Regions from separate parts of the Capra hircus genome. Here region 1 is linked to region 2. The links are chromatin contacts, called in public Hi-C maps. All regions are on one chromosome and are shown on one strand. Each heading gives the region's core, a stretch centred on a gene start, on an enhancer-like site or on the middle of the called end of the contact. The rest is flanking DNA. Distances are from core to core; before and after follow the strand shown. Region 1 holds the start of SSBP2 (single-stranded DNA-binding protein 2). Region 2 has its middle 98 kb from the start of SSBP2.

The links. A called contact is a pair of places that touch in the nucleus more often than the background predicts.
Region 1: a Hi-C map of blood shows a contact between it and region 2, with 3 times the contacts expected there. The contact joins the promoter of SSBP2 here to the enhancer-like site in region 2. A contact is called at or near these places in 2 of 5 Hi-C or Micro-C datasets (both in blood).

Annotation. Positions count from the first base shown.
Region 1 is chr7:28,866,985-28,870,792 of ARS1.2, reverse strand. It overlaps SSBP2 (single-stranded DNA-binding protein 2), which reads right to left and starts at 1,906. Exons shown (of 17, transcript XM_018050055.1): 1 at 1,845-1,906. The coding sequence starts at 1,906.
Region 2 is chr7:28,768,763-28,772,094 of ARS1.2, reverse strand. No RefSeq gene overlaps it. Among named protein-coding and RNA genes, the nearest start is that of SSBP2, 98 kb to the left of the region's middle. Within about 2 kb of position 1,339, at least 5 of the 5 cell types and tissues checked have an H3K27ac peak or open chromatin away from gene starts, as enhancers often do.

The DNA of each region.
Region 1 (3,808 bases), core at 657-3,156, 98 kb before region 2:
AAATGATAAACGCACACAAATTACGCTATCTCAAAACTTCAATTCCAGTAACTTGCTATCTCTTAACCAACCTATAATGCTAAATCTTTTACATACTCCTTGTCACAGCAACAAGATCCTGAATACAGCTCAGAAAATACCTTGGAGGTGTAGGGGGTAGTATCTTTTTTTGGTTTGTTTTGATACGCCAAGGCCGCCCCTAAATCCTATAGGAATTGCGGTTATTGCTGCCAACACAAAGATTAGGAAATGTTCCCAACCCTAGGGCACAAGAAACTTTCAGAAGACTACTAACTGCCTAAAACTAGGAGGCAAACCCGGTAGTTTCTGCACATTGGGTTTTTATTTACTCAGCTATTTCCTTGTGCAAGGTGACTAAAGTAGCTTTTGAGAGATGCTCTCAGACTTTTCTCCAGTCTGAAGTCCTCGGAAGGGCAGAGCGTGTCCAATGACAGGGATACGCCTCATCCTCAGAATGGAGGTGGTTAGTGGGAATCACCATAAGAACTGCTGCACAGAAAAGAGGGGTTCTTCCTCAGTGGTCACAGTCACTATGCGCTCTCATTTTTAGTAACAACCAAATCACCGTTACAAGCACATAAGAATAGAAGCAAACAACCCTGCTTCGCAGCGTGCCGTGACGGTGGCATCCCAGACCGGGAGGGGCTCTTTTCTCGCCAGCCTCCCCTGGGCTCCCACCGGAGTTAACACCTGTATCTCCTCGCCACACCGACCAAACAACCAACTCCTCCCCGTCTCCACGCTTCGACCCTTCCTGCAAGTCCGGGTTCGGACCACTGCCCCCTCCCCACCGCAGACAGCCCTCCACGCGCCAGCGGCCGCGGCCCCCACCGCCACTCCTCTGCGCCCCGCGACCCCCGCTCGCCGCCCGGACCGCCACGGCCCTCTACGTTTGGGAGGCTGCAAGTCTCCAAAAAAAAAAAGTTCTCCAGCCGCCGCCGCCGCCGCCGAGTTGGGTCGACTGCGAGCGGCAGAAACGCCAGCCTACCCCAACAGCTCCCGCTTCTCGCCAGCACACTTTTCCTCCCCGGGAACTCCGTCCTTTGACTCCCAAACTTCAGCGGCGCCCCTGACGCCCCCTGCCCCAGGCTTGCGAGGCACACAGGGCTGCGAACGCGGCGTCCCTCCTCCGGACCAGGAAAGCCCCGACGCCCACCCAGCCCACGCCCCGCACACGCCCTCCGCGCCCCGCGCGCGTCTCCGCGCCCAGCGGGGCCCCGCTCGGCCGCTCCACGCCCGGCTTCCGCCCGCCGCGCGCCCGGCCCCGCTGCCTTCGCCTCGCCAGGCGCAACCGGCCCCGGCGCCCGAGCCCCCCGCCGCGGCGCCCCTCGAGCAGCCCGCCCCGATCCCGGCCCGCCCCCACCGAACACCCACATTCCCTCCGCGTGCCCTCCTCCACGCAGCTGCCCCCTCTCGCCCAACCTCTACCCCCGGAGGCTCTCCGCTCCCCGCAGCCCCGGACCCCAGCTCCAAAGTTACTTTGCGAGAAGGTTGAACCCGCGGGTTATTTCCCTCAATCACCCAAACAAGTTTCCATCCCCGCCACCGGCACCGCCGCCGCCCCCCGACACACTCGCTCCCTCCCTCCCGCCAGACCCCACGGCCGCCAGCCCCGCGCGAGCCCCTCCTGGGAAACAGCCGCTCCCAGCACCGCACGCCCCCCACCTCGCGCACCCCTCCCCCTGCCAGCCCACCCCCCGGCTCTCCCCCGGCAGAGAGTGTCTGTGTGTCTGGGTGTCTCAGAGAGAGTGTGCGAGTGCGTGCGTGTGTGTGTGTGTGCGCGCGTGAGAAGGCGGAGGTGGGTGAGAAGCGGAGACACTTACTTCTCCCGGGCCTGGCTGTCGGACGGGACGGCGCTGCTGTTACTCTTGCCTTTGCCGTACATGCTTGTGCCGAGAGCAGCTCCCACTGTCACGCACCTGTCAACCCATCACAGCCTCCCCGGGAACAGCCCCGTCCCCATGGCGACCCACGCAGCCACCCCCACTATTGGCCGCCCCACGCCAAAGCTCCGCCCCCTTCGCCCAGGCAACGCACGAGACTGACAGGCCTTCCCCCCACCTCGACTCCCTCCGGCCTGCCGAAGCGCGCGGCGGCGGCTACAGCCTAAGCGGCAGTCTCCTCCCTCCTTCCCTCCCTCCCGGGTTCCCTCCCTCCTTCCCTCTCCGCTCTCCTCCCTCCTCCCGCTCCTCTCCCTCCCTCCCCCCTCCGAACCCCGGCGCAAGCGGGGAATTAGAAACTGCTCTAGAAGGATTTTAAACAACTGGCTGTTCCCTCTGCCGCCGCCCCTCCCCCCGCACCGCCCGCGCTCGGCTCCTCACTGGAGAGAAGGCGCCGGGAGGAGGGGAAAGTGCGGCCTGGAGTCTCTGGCAGGAGCCGGCGGAGCCGGAGTGGCCGCGGCCCCAGACTTCAGGGCGCCCGCCGAGTACACAGGCAGATCTACGGCCCCAGCCGCCCTGGGGAGCCTCCCCCACCAGCCCCTTTCTCCCGCTCCTCTCCTGTCTGTGACCCCGCGCCGGTACCCAGGATTGATCTCTGCAGTCCTCGGCCCTACTCCCTGCGGTGTCGCCCCCGCCCAGCTCCCAGAGGGCCGGCTGGCGGGGGACACGCGCACTGTTCCCTCGACCTTCTGGCTGAGCGACTCGCCTTCCCTCCTTGGAGGGACTGTGCCTGCGGCCCTTGGCGCCGCTGGGGTGGCGTCGCCTGGCTCCTGGGGCCGCGCCCTGCAGCGCGGGGGAGCACTCGGCCTCGGGCCTGGCTCCTCTCTTTAGAGGTGAGCCTGCCTCCAAAAGGTGGCCAAGTGACTCCTGGGGCCTCAGTGGCCCCCACCTTGTCCTCCTAAGATCAGAGCCCCGCGACATGCCAGACCTACTGCAGAAAAGGGTCCCGGGTATCCCCACCTGGCCTGCCTCTCTAGCCTGGGGCGTTGATGCCAACTCATCCTGACCTTTGGAGTGGAAAGGACCGTAGAAGGCTTTTAAAAACATCCCTGTCTTTGTCCGTCAGAATAGGCCCCAGCCGTGCTCCAAGGTGTACAAAGCTTTTGCCAGAGCTGAAACGCTGCCCAAGAATATTCATGGATCCCAGGCCCCAATCCCATTTCAGTAAAGGCAAAAAAGTTTCTGAAAACACACACAACCTGGCTCCCAACTGAACTCCATCCTTTATCTTGTGGAGATCCTTGGATGTAAAATGAGACAGAGTGCAAACACGTTTAAAAAGAAGAGATGGGCATCAAATAGGGAGTGACAGGGGGAGTGGGGTGCAGCTGGGGGTCAGATAGGGGAAAACATCAAGAAAGGATAAAAAGACCCGGAACAGCTATGGGAGGGGAGAGGAAATAACATTCAAATGGAGAAAGGTACCTTTCTTTTCCTCACATGCAGCTTTAAACTTTTAGTAGTAGGGTCATAAAAATGTATATGGAGATTCTGAGATAGATGGAATGGAAAGAAATGGGCTTGTGTGGGCATTGACAGCAAGTGATAGGAATATAACATCAACAGAAGGTTAAGGAAGGGCAGTTAGTAAAAATGAAAGAATCAGAAAAGGTGCTGGCAACCAAACATAAATCAAACACTGGGGAAAATGAAGAGAAGGGACTTGCTATGTTAAGGAAAACAAAAACAAAAAATGGAAAAGGTAAAGTGTAAAAAGAAAAATAAGAATAACAACCAAGATTAAATTAAGTAGCCGTAGAATGTGATAGCAAAAGATGACAATTAACAGAAGAGGATTGACTAATACAAAAGGATACAAGAAAAATAAACATGCTTTTATTGAAAGG
Region 2 (3,332 bases), core at 90-2,589:
GCTACTTAAGTTCTCAGTGAGTGACCACAATAGGCAGAAAAACAGGAAATACAGCAGAAGGTGGACCGGCACACTGCAAAGAGACACAAGAGGGAGAAAAAAGTGGTGCCCTCTGGGAACTAGGCAGAGGGAAAAGTGGGGAAGTCATTGAGTGCATCAGACTGGCTGGGGTGAGGTCTGGGGGGGGGGTAAGGTGGGGGAGGGATGGGACAGCAAGTGGGGAATGGAGCTGAGAATAGAGAGGGCATCATTGCCACCTGTCCAGCATCTCCACAGCCCTCATTTTGGCAGCGTGGCCCTGATTCTTGCACAGAGGCTGGTTGGACCCAGCTTGAGAGCTTCCTAAAATATCCTTGGGTCTGATGCAATATCACTTTGTGATGGCACTGCATTGCGATGCGGTGACAGACTAACCTGGTGGTGGAGTAGGAAGGCCTTTTATGTCTTCATATGACCATGTCTGAGAGAGACCAAGTGAGCAGAGTGTTCCCAAAGGGCAATGGGGCACTTGGAAGACTGGTTAAGTTCTCTGATGAGGAAGGAATCGAGTTCCCAATTCCCCACTCCCACTACAGAGAACAACCACGTTTGGAGAGCTCAGTCAGGACAGGGAGACTCAGGCAGACCCCCAGGGCACCCTAAACTGCACAGGGAGCAGAGGAAGGGTTGTGCTAAAATCAATCTTCACCCTGAAGAAAGCAGGAAAAAACAAGATAGCTTGTCCCAGAGCATGCCCTCTGGGCAAAGGAGTTGGGTTGGGGAACTGGAGAAGAGACAGGCCTAATCTGGAGAAAGCCACCAAGAACTACCAAGAGCTGGCAGCAAGGTCCAGGTTGGCCTAGGTCTCCAAATAAAAACAATTTGCCTAGCTCTAGGCCAGTCCTTGTTCTGCATCATGATATGAAATTTGAAATGTGAATTAAACCTTGCAAAGGAATGTAACTCTTTCCTCCCTCCCCCAGGCCATTCTATCTTTCTTAGAGAGGGTGAGGTGGGTCAGAGGAGGAAGGTTTAACATTTTTGCCCCTTTACCAAAACATGGAAAGTGTCCCCACCACCTCTCCCACCATCCCTGTGCCCACCCCACCCCCTCCCCAGTGCTAAGAGTGTTCAAAACTAAAAGCCGAAGCATCTTTTCAGCAAGTAATCAGCACAAGTTGAAAAGCACATGCTGTTGCATTTCTGATCAGATTGTATGTTAAGCAGGAAAATATCCCCCCCCCACTTTCCCCCACTTTTTTTTTTTTTTTGGCTAAATGCTTGTCTGTTTAAAGAAGCCACCAGGCAGTGCCTCTCACTTTGTCTTGGCAGGGCACAACCATCAGACGAAGTGGGAGGAAGAAACATTAACTTCAACAGCTGTTTCTTGACCCCGGCTGTCAGTCTTCCCAAGAATAAATTTTGGAGAGTCCTATTTGAAACAAAGAGGGAGTTTTGGGGGAGAGAAAAGTTGGTTGATTCCAGGGAGGCCGCCTAAAGGAGCAGGGACCAAGATGCTGGCAGTTACCATGCAGCCTGCCAGCCTCTGCCGGGTGTAGGGGTGGAGCAAAGTAACTTGAAAGCTCCCCTCTCGGCGCCCTGTGCCTGCAGCTTCCCCCCCTAACGCGCGCCCAGATCCAGCGCCGGTGGTAAGAGCCGTAGCTCGACTACAGTAATTCCCCAGCTCGGGCGGCTTGAAACTGCTCGGGCTGAATAGCATTTGCTGTTCCGTCCGGCGGCCGCCTCCCGCCGCAGCTGCCGCGCTCCCTGCAAAGCAGCTCTCATTATCCCGGAAGTTGTGCTGACACTGTCTCGCTGCCACCAGAAGTTTGTCAACATCAAACTTCTCCTGTGTGGGGTACGTTCACCTTCCACGAGTATTTAATCGAGCCAACAAGCAAACAAACAAACCCAAATAAACCTGCCCGTGATGTCATGGTCTTTTTTTTTTTTTTTTTTTTGCTTTTGCTTTCCTGGAAGGCTGGGGCTGGTAGGAATTTGCTGGTGGGCGCTCAGAGCGCCGGTAGGTTTTAGGGGGGTTGGCGATCAGGGACGCCCCCGACCCAGGGTGAGGAGTAGGGAAGGGATTGGGATGGCGTGGGGAAGACTGGGGCTGGGAGGCGGGGGCCGGGGCCGGGGGCCGGCGGATGGGTCCTGCAACGTCTTGGCTGCGGTGGGTTTGGAGGATGCCCTGTCATGGGGCGAAGGTTGTTGCTTGGCGGCCCCGACCCCGCAGCAAAGATTACCTGGACCAGGTGGCCAGGCGTGTATACCGCGGGGGTTTTCTTCACTCCCACTGCACTCTGTACGCCTCCAGGACGTTTCTACAAACACCCCTTGGGGTCTTTGGGAATAAAGGGCATTAGGGTCATAAATGTATTTTTGAGGCTTCAGCTGCAACATCAAAGAAATCCTTGAGATCTGAGGGCAGCACCTTTTCAGCTACCTTGATAAAACCGTTTGGTCTAAACTTAACTCCTTTCCCTAAGCCAGGTCTCCAGGTTTAGTTTGAGTTGCTCCTGGGTTTGGGTGTTTGTGGTTTCCAGTTGCTCTCCCGCTGAGACACTCCTGGCTCTGTCGCCGGGTGGAGGGGGGAGAGGAGGAAGAGGAGGATTGTGATTAACCCTTTCCGCCCCGTGCTTTTATCCGGATACAGTCAATCCTACTCAGACTGGAGACGACAAGGCCTGACTTGCCGAGTTTTGGCACTCATGAATTAGTACCCCTTGAGGGCTATGGGTTTTGGGGGAGGAGCTGGAACCTCGGACACTGATATTAACTTTATGTCTAGTTTGGGGAGGCCACACTCCTCCCCAACTAGATATAAAGACAGGGGAGATCCCAGGGAGGGTGCTGCTGTATGTCAAGTCAAGTCAGGTATGGGCAACTGAGAGGGTTCAAAATCCCTAAAGCAAGCGGCAGCCCAAAGCCTGCCCTCTTGAATTGGAAATCTGTCCGCTTGTGGATGCAGCAAAATTTTTCTGTATTCTTCAATAATAAGTCAGAGTGGATAAATACCTCTATAAAGAATATTACCCATTATCCAGTATGGTATTGCAGAGACGCTGATTTAATCCATTTAGGGAGGCAGGTACTCGATTTACTCTTGCTGGTAGACTGTTATTAATCACGTTTTTAGAAAAATTATATCTACAGTCACCTATGTTTGATAACAAGAAGCAAGACGATCTCTCTTATTTTCCAAACTACCCTAAACAGGAAAATTGTGCTAGTCCCAAAGGGCTAACTTACCTTAAACACACACACAAAAAACAAAAACAAAAAGCTAAAAATAAAACCTAAAGAACTGAGGTGTTTCTGAGTTACTGGAAGTTACTTTTGACAAACACAAA